Linked DNA regions of Mus musculus: region 1 is linked to region 2. Evidence: chromatin contacts called from public targeted proximity ligation data. All regions are on one chromosome and are shown on one strand. The core of a region is the stretch at or near the end of the contact, and the rest is flanking DNA. Distances in the headings are between cores, read along the strand shown. Region 1 has its middle 39 kb from the start of Gm34076. Region 2 holds the start of Smc5 (structural maintenance of chromosomes 5).

Evidence for each region.
Region 1: a contact with region 2 is called in a targeted proximity ligation map of embryonic stem cells, with 8 times the contacts expected there. A contact is called at or near these places in 6 of 39 promoter capture datasets (the 3T3-L1 cell line, embryonic stem cells, hippocampal neurons and 2 more), 2 of 484 Hi-C or Micro-C datasets (cortical neurons and embryonic stem cells) and 5 of 130 datasets of targeted methods (astrocytes, embryonic forebrain, embryonic stem cells and 1 more).

What each region holds. Positions count from the first base shown.
Region 1 is chr19:23,954,934-23,958,315 of GRCm38.p6, reverse strand. No RefSeq gene overlaps it. Among named protein-coding and RNA genes, the nearest start is that of Gm34076, 39 kb to the right of the region's middle.
Region 2 is chr19:23,272,621-23,276,041 of GRCm38.p6, reverse strand. It overlaps Smc5 (structural maintenance of chromosomes 5), which reads left to right and starts at 2,145. Exons shown (of 25, transcript NM_001252684.1): 1 at 2,145-2,408. The coding sequence starts at 2,224. Gm33950 (a long non-coding RNA gene) reads right to left here and starts at 2,134. Exons shown (of 2, transcript XR_386613.2): 1 at 2,037-2,134; 2 at 1,683-1,818.

The sequences.
Region 1 (3,382 bases), core at 261-2,760, 680 kb before region 2:
CCAATGTAAAATACACAATTAACCCTCAGGGCTCACACAGTCTGCAGAGTCTTTAAAGAAGGGATCACTTCGTATCAGGGGACCGAAACCCTAGGAGTGCATTTGCATTCAACATTGGAGGAAGGTTATGTTTTCTGCGTGCCTTAACGTCTTGTTCATTAACAAAATTAACCAACCACTTTGCTTCCTATAGGTGATGTGTTTATAAAAAAAAGATAAAGAGAAGGGGGATTTGTTCTATGGGGGGGTGGTGGTGAGGTATGGGGCAAGCAGGGTGTCTCAACGGGCTCATGCCAAGGCATCCCTTCCCCCTGGGGGACCAGTCACAGGACAGTAGAGTATAGTATAGAATAGAGTTTATTCAGGGCGTGGGAAGGAGAGTTAAGAGGGCAGCAGAGGCAGAGAGCAAGAGTAGAGGAGTAGAGGGCCCCCATGAGCACGTGGAGAGAGGGGGGAGGGGGAGGGGACAGAGGAGGGAGCAAGAAGGCAAGAGACAAAGAGGGCAAGAGACCAAGAGAGGGAGGAGTGGGGCAAGCAGCCCCTTTGATAGTGGGTCAGGCCCACTTGACTGTTGCCAGGTAACTGTGGGGAGGCGCATACCTGGCTATTGCCAGTTAACTGTGGGGTGGAGTTTAGACAGAATGCTAATAATAGGTCCTCCTGCGCTAACAGTTTTTTGACGTCCCTTTCAGCTGCAAACATTGTTAGTACTAGACACACAGGCCTCACAAGATGAACGCGCTCAATGAGGTCAAGTGACCGAAGAGCAGATAAAGTAGGACTTTTAGAAGAGTAAACCTGGACACTATGCCCCTCCTTAGATTTGGGAACAAAACACCCATGGAAGGAGTTACAGAGACGGAGTTTGGAGCTGAGATGAAAGGATGGACCATGTAGAGACTGCCATAGCCAGGGATCCACCCCATAATCAGCATCCAAACGCTGACACCATTGCATACACTAGCAAGATTTTATTGAAAGGACGCAGATGTAGCTGTCTCTTGTGAGACTATGCCGGGGCCCAGCAAACACAGAAGTGGATGCTCACAGTCAGCTAATGGATGGATCATAGGGCTCCCAATGGAGGAGCTAGAGAAAGTAGCCAAGGAGCTAAAGGGATCTGCAACCCTATAGGTGGAACAACATTATGAGCTAACCAGTACCCCGGAGCTCTTGACTCTAGCTGCATATATATCAAAAGATGGCCTAGTCGGCCATCACTGGAAAGAGAGGCCCATTGGACTTGCAAACTTTATATGCCCCAGTACAGGGGAATACCAGGGCCAAAAAGGGGGAGTGGGTGGGCAGGGGAGTGGGGGTGGGTGGATATGGGGGACTTTTGGTATAGCATTGGAAATGTAAATGAGTTAAATACCTAATAAAAAATGGAAAAAAAAAAAAAAAAAGAGTAAACCTAGCGATTCTGCAAGCCTCGCGGTGGCTTGGGGGCAGTGCTGGGTGAAGGGGTGGAGCTTCCCAGGGGCGGGACTTGATGCGGGGCGGGGCTTGCCCAACTAAAGCTAGCGGCTCAGAACAGGCTCATTCAGGTTCCCTCTGGTGAGCCTCCAGTTGTGGAGCCTTGTCTTTTGAGCAAATACAGAGATCAGGAAGGTAGCTCCTGCTTCTCTCCCTGTCGGGTAAGGAAACCGAAGTATCTCCTTTGTCTTTAAGACCCCACTAAAGAACGTGGTGCTACCCAGCTTAGGTGGCCCCTTTCCCTAGCGATGAGGGTGAGTGTTGTGGAGGATAGCTCAGCTGGCAGCGAGGAAGAGAGAGGGCCAATGCGAGGCTGGGCCTCTTGGTGAGGAGGGTGCAGCCCGGGCCATGGAGATTCTCTTTGTAGGATTAGCCTGCCAGGGCCTCTGTGTGTGTGTGTGTGTGTGTGTGTGTGTGTGTGTGTGTGTATCTCATGCAACTCCGGTCAATAGCATAGGTAGGCCAGGTGAGCCAGGAAGAGTGGTCTGTGACCTTTACAAGAGAACGAACTTGTGTCATCTCACACGAGGGAGAGAGGGGGATGAGGGGGGAAAGAAGACTAGCAGGAAGCAGATTCCTGTTGTAGCTCTCATCCTTATCTCAGTTCTCAGACGGAGGAGCGCCTGTGTTGTTTCTTCAGAGGTGACTGGGTAGAGTGTTTTTAACACTGGTGACGGGCAGGGGGAGGATCCAGCATAGGCAGGGCCACTGGGGCAGTAACTGATTTCTTAAACCTTAGGGTCTTGGGCTATAAAGGAGAAGCGGCCTTTGCCTCCTGCAGGTGTTGTAGAGATTAAACTATCTATAGCACTTTGATAGGGATCTGGCCCAGATGCCTTGGCCTAGAACCAGCTGAGACTCATCGTTTGTACGTGTTAAATCTATCTCTCCACTCGACCTAGCAGGCTGCGATGGGGCACTCTGCTCTATGTGATGGGAGAAGAGGCTCTGCCAGGGTTTAGATTTAGTCGACCCCCAAAGTGGAAGTAAGGAAGCTTTGGGCTGGTATTGCGGGCCTCCGGTATGGCTGGGTGGAGGAGGAGACTAAAGAGCCACAGCGGAGTGAAGGTGATCTGGCCAGGGCACACCTACCTCCAGGAGGGGACAGTCTTGGAGGAATGCGATTGGCTGTTGAGTTACTTCCTTCTAGAGCAGGTGGTTAAAAAGCGAGGACACCCATGGGCTTGGCCGCTTCTGCAGGCCACTGGCTCGCTTTCTGCTTTTCCACAGGGGCCTCTGGACAGGACAGTGGTATGAGGCTGCTCGGATCTTCTAGAATTGTGAGTCAAGTGATTTTCTTTTGAAGTGATTGTCCATCTTTGTTCTCATAATTTAAAAAATGACATTAATATATTATTATTATTATTATTATTATTATTATTATTATTATTAACTGAAATTCTCAGAAAAAAAGACTCTACCAGGCTGACTGACTGATTACAACTTTGTGTTTGTGGAGAGCTGAGATGTTAACAGAGCCCAGATCAAACTATGTTGGGGTTCTTTTTAGCTTTCCTTACTAGCAATCTATGGCACCCATCTCTGTGTCTGGCCTAGATCCTTGGGACTGTCCCATGAACCCTTTTAGGATTTAACACATCACCGCTTTCTACCAATGCTAAGGAACGCGTCAGATTCCGCCCATGCATTTGAAAAGTGCGTGGATCTATAGTTCTCATTTGTTCTATAATTATGAAGACTCCATGAAACTGTTACCACATTGATCCTGGCATTTGATAGCTGCATTCCTAGGTTATGATAGCTCACATCTGGTTCTAAAGCAGTGATTCTCAACTTTCCTAAGGCTGTGACCCTTTAATAAACATAAAATTATCTTTATTGCTACCTCATAACTGTAATTTTGCAACTGTTGTGAATATAAATATGTAAATATGTAAAAATAATA
Region 2 (3,421 bases), core at 896-3,395:
CCCACAGTATGACTGTCTTTCTGCAGTCATCCAAATTTGGGGATTTGTTCCCAACTTTTAAGTTTAGAAACATAACTTTAACAGCATTCTAAAAGTCTCATCCTGGCACGAAATGGTAACGCTGGTCCCATTAACTCTTTAACTTTAATGGTGAAGCTCTTAAGTCCCACCATTGCTGGTTATATTCTTATTTGTCCATAGAATAAATTCCCTCATAACTAATTACTTGTTCAGAATCTGACTCTCCTCTCCTCCCTCCTTCTCCTTGATAGGATTTGTGATCTTCCTGGCCAGTATACTGAGTGTTGAGACTGCAGGCATACACCACCATGCCTGGCAACCTTTAAGTTCTTGAAGCCAAGAATATACCAGCTATGTGTAGAAGTACTAGCAGCATGGTATCCTAAGCACTGGGTCTTTTTATTTCTTCCTGTTACTTGAACATTTTACAAGGTATTCCTTAATTTTTACACACACACACACAGAGGCACACACACACATCAAGTACCCATAACAAGTTTATATGCTTTCTACAATGATTATGTTTTCTTTCATTTTAACTTTTACTGAGCAGATTCCATTTGTATGAGAGAAAGAAGCAGGGGCCTGCAAAAAGGAGTGTTGGTTCTAGTGGTCAAAAGAGGACTCTACTGCATGGGATTTCTAACTGGCCTCCCCAGGTCTCCTTTCAATGAGTTTTCCACACAGCAAGCAGAATGACTGAAAAGCTTTAATTAGATCACAGGCCTCTCCTACTTAAAACTATTTAATGGTTTATCTTTATTTCCCCATTACCCTAGTCTCTGGCCGGTTATTATTGGTTGGGTGAATGTTGCCTATGGGCTTCAGGGGCATAATCTTTGAAAGGGCTAATGAGATGAACATGGGCACAGGGAGGTAGAGCCATTCCTAAAGAAGCAGGGAATTTAAAGACCCTGAAAGGACCCCTATGGAAGATTTAAAGGAAGGATTGAAGAAAGCGAAGGGGATGGTAACCCCATAGGTAGACCAACAATATCAACTAACCTGAACCCCTAGGAGCTCCCAGAGAATAAGCCACCAACCAAAGAACATACATGGGCTGGTCCAAGGCCACCAGCACATATGTAGCAGAGAGCAGCCTTGTCTGGCCTTAGTGGAAGAGGATGTGCTTAGTCCTGCAGAGACTGGATGCCCCAGGGAGGGGGGATACCAAGGGAGAGGCACCCTCTCAGAGTCAAAGAGGAGGAGCGATGGGGGGGGGGGGGAAGAACTCTGGGGGGGGGAGAGAGACAACATTTGGGTTGTAAATAAGTGAAATGCTTAATTAAATAAAAGAAAGAAAGAAAAGAAAAAAGAAACCCTGAAGGGAGAGGCCATCTGGTGGCTGCACTGGAACTGGTGGCTGCACTAAGGAAGCAGAAGTAGTAAAAGTTCAAGACCAGCCTGGGCTCTCTAGTGAGTAGTAGTCCATCTAGAGCTATATAAAGAGTCTGTCTCAAATAAATAAATAAATGTATGTGCTGGGAGATAGCATGATGGCCCAGTGGTTAAGAGAACGGACTGCTATTCTAGAGGACCTGGGTTCCACTGTCTGTAACTCCGAGATCTGACACCCTCACACAGACATACATACATGCAGGCAAAACATCAATGCACATAAAATAAAAATAAATAAATTATACAATAAAAGGACTAGGAAGTGTGAGTGGGCAAGTAATTAATACACTCTTCACAATCTTGAGAGCATCAGATGGTTGTTAGTGCCATGCTTCCAACAACAGGCACAGTCAACAGGCATCTTTTCTTTGGAGTTCATTTGAGCACCAGGGAAGGAAACTGCAATGTAGAACATAAGACAGATGAAGCCTGGAGTTCTGGGAGGGACCGTTGCAAAGTAGTAACACACACACACACACACACACACACACACACACACACACACACACACACACACACACACACACGAGAAACACACAGAGACACACACAGAGACACACACAGAGACACATACACACACACACACACACACAGACACACACACACACACATCGCACCTCTGAGGCCACCGGGGAGCGTTGGTCGGGGCGTGGCCTCGGGTTTGCGGGGCGGAACCGCGCAAGCGCATCGGGGCCGCGGGGGCGGGGTCAGGCGGGGTCAGTTAGCGCGGGAGCCGGGCGCGGAGGCTCCTGGGCTGCGGCTCGCCGGGAACGGAAGCCGCTGCGGGACGCGGAGGAAGCCAGGATGGCGACTCCGAGCGGGAAGGCTGCTCCCCCCAACCCCCAGGTTTCCAAGCGGTCTCTCCCGAGAGATGCTTCCTCCGAGGTCCCGAGCAAGAGAAAGAACTCGAACCCGTTGCCGACGCTGCCGCGGCCGTCCGGGACCTTCGTCGAGGGCTCAATCGTCCGCATCGCCATGGAGAACTTCTTGTGAGTGGCGGCAGGCCGCGCTGGGCGGGAGCAAGCGGCCCGCAGGCCCGGGGCGGTGGGCTGTGCCCGGCGGTGGGGAACCTGTGCCAGGCTAACCCTGAGGCATTCCCTGCCTAGGCCACGAAGACTGGCCGTGTTGGCTGTAGTAGGCGTGTGGCCTGATGTTTTTATCCACCCAGTGGTTTTGGAAGGCGTCGGCTCTAGGCAGTAGATACGAAGGGGCCGGGTCTCTAGTTTGTTAATCTGCGAATCTCGATCTACCACGGACCTGTGCACTTCACAAAACTCGACAGTTACAGCAGAGTGGCAAATTTTAAAAAGTGTACACGATTTCCAGAATGGGCAGATGACATGGTAATGGTTGTTGATTGGAGATTAGAGTGTACCAAAGAAATTAAAAATCGTGTTCCCAGTTTTTGTACCTCCTTGCAGATTCTTGCCCCGTCCAATCCTCCTTTCTTCCTTGCCCCGACCCCAACTAGTTGAGTAGATTCTAAATGTTACCAGAAATATCATTATCTGTTTATCATCTTAGAGTTATCTTTTCGAGGTATTTTTTCTTAAATGTAGGCTTGCATAATTTATAGACCCTTAATAACAATACCATTTTTTTTTCAAGCAGTTGTGTATCAGGTGTTCGTTTGTTTTATTTACACATCGCTGCGTTTCTACCTGTCTTTGTTGATGACATAAACTCATGGCTATTGTTTTTTTGCCCCGGTCTGTATAGATTCTAATAGCAAAATTGCTAATTTGAATCCTGATCAGGAAAGGTAACTGTACTCAGCATGAGGTTATCTGCTGTAACTTATCTACCCAGGATTTCATGGGAGGCACAGACTGAAAAGGCTAAGTCCATCCCCAACCATCAGAGCTTTGTGAAGAAGATACTAAAGTAGAAAAGGAGGGAAGACGATTACCCAAAGAAGGAACTGCCTGAAAGCCAGTTTGTAATGTTTCGTGAGTGACCTTAGGTAGAATGTAAGAACATAGGTGAATAGAGGTTGGAAACG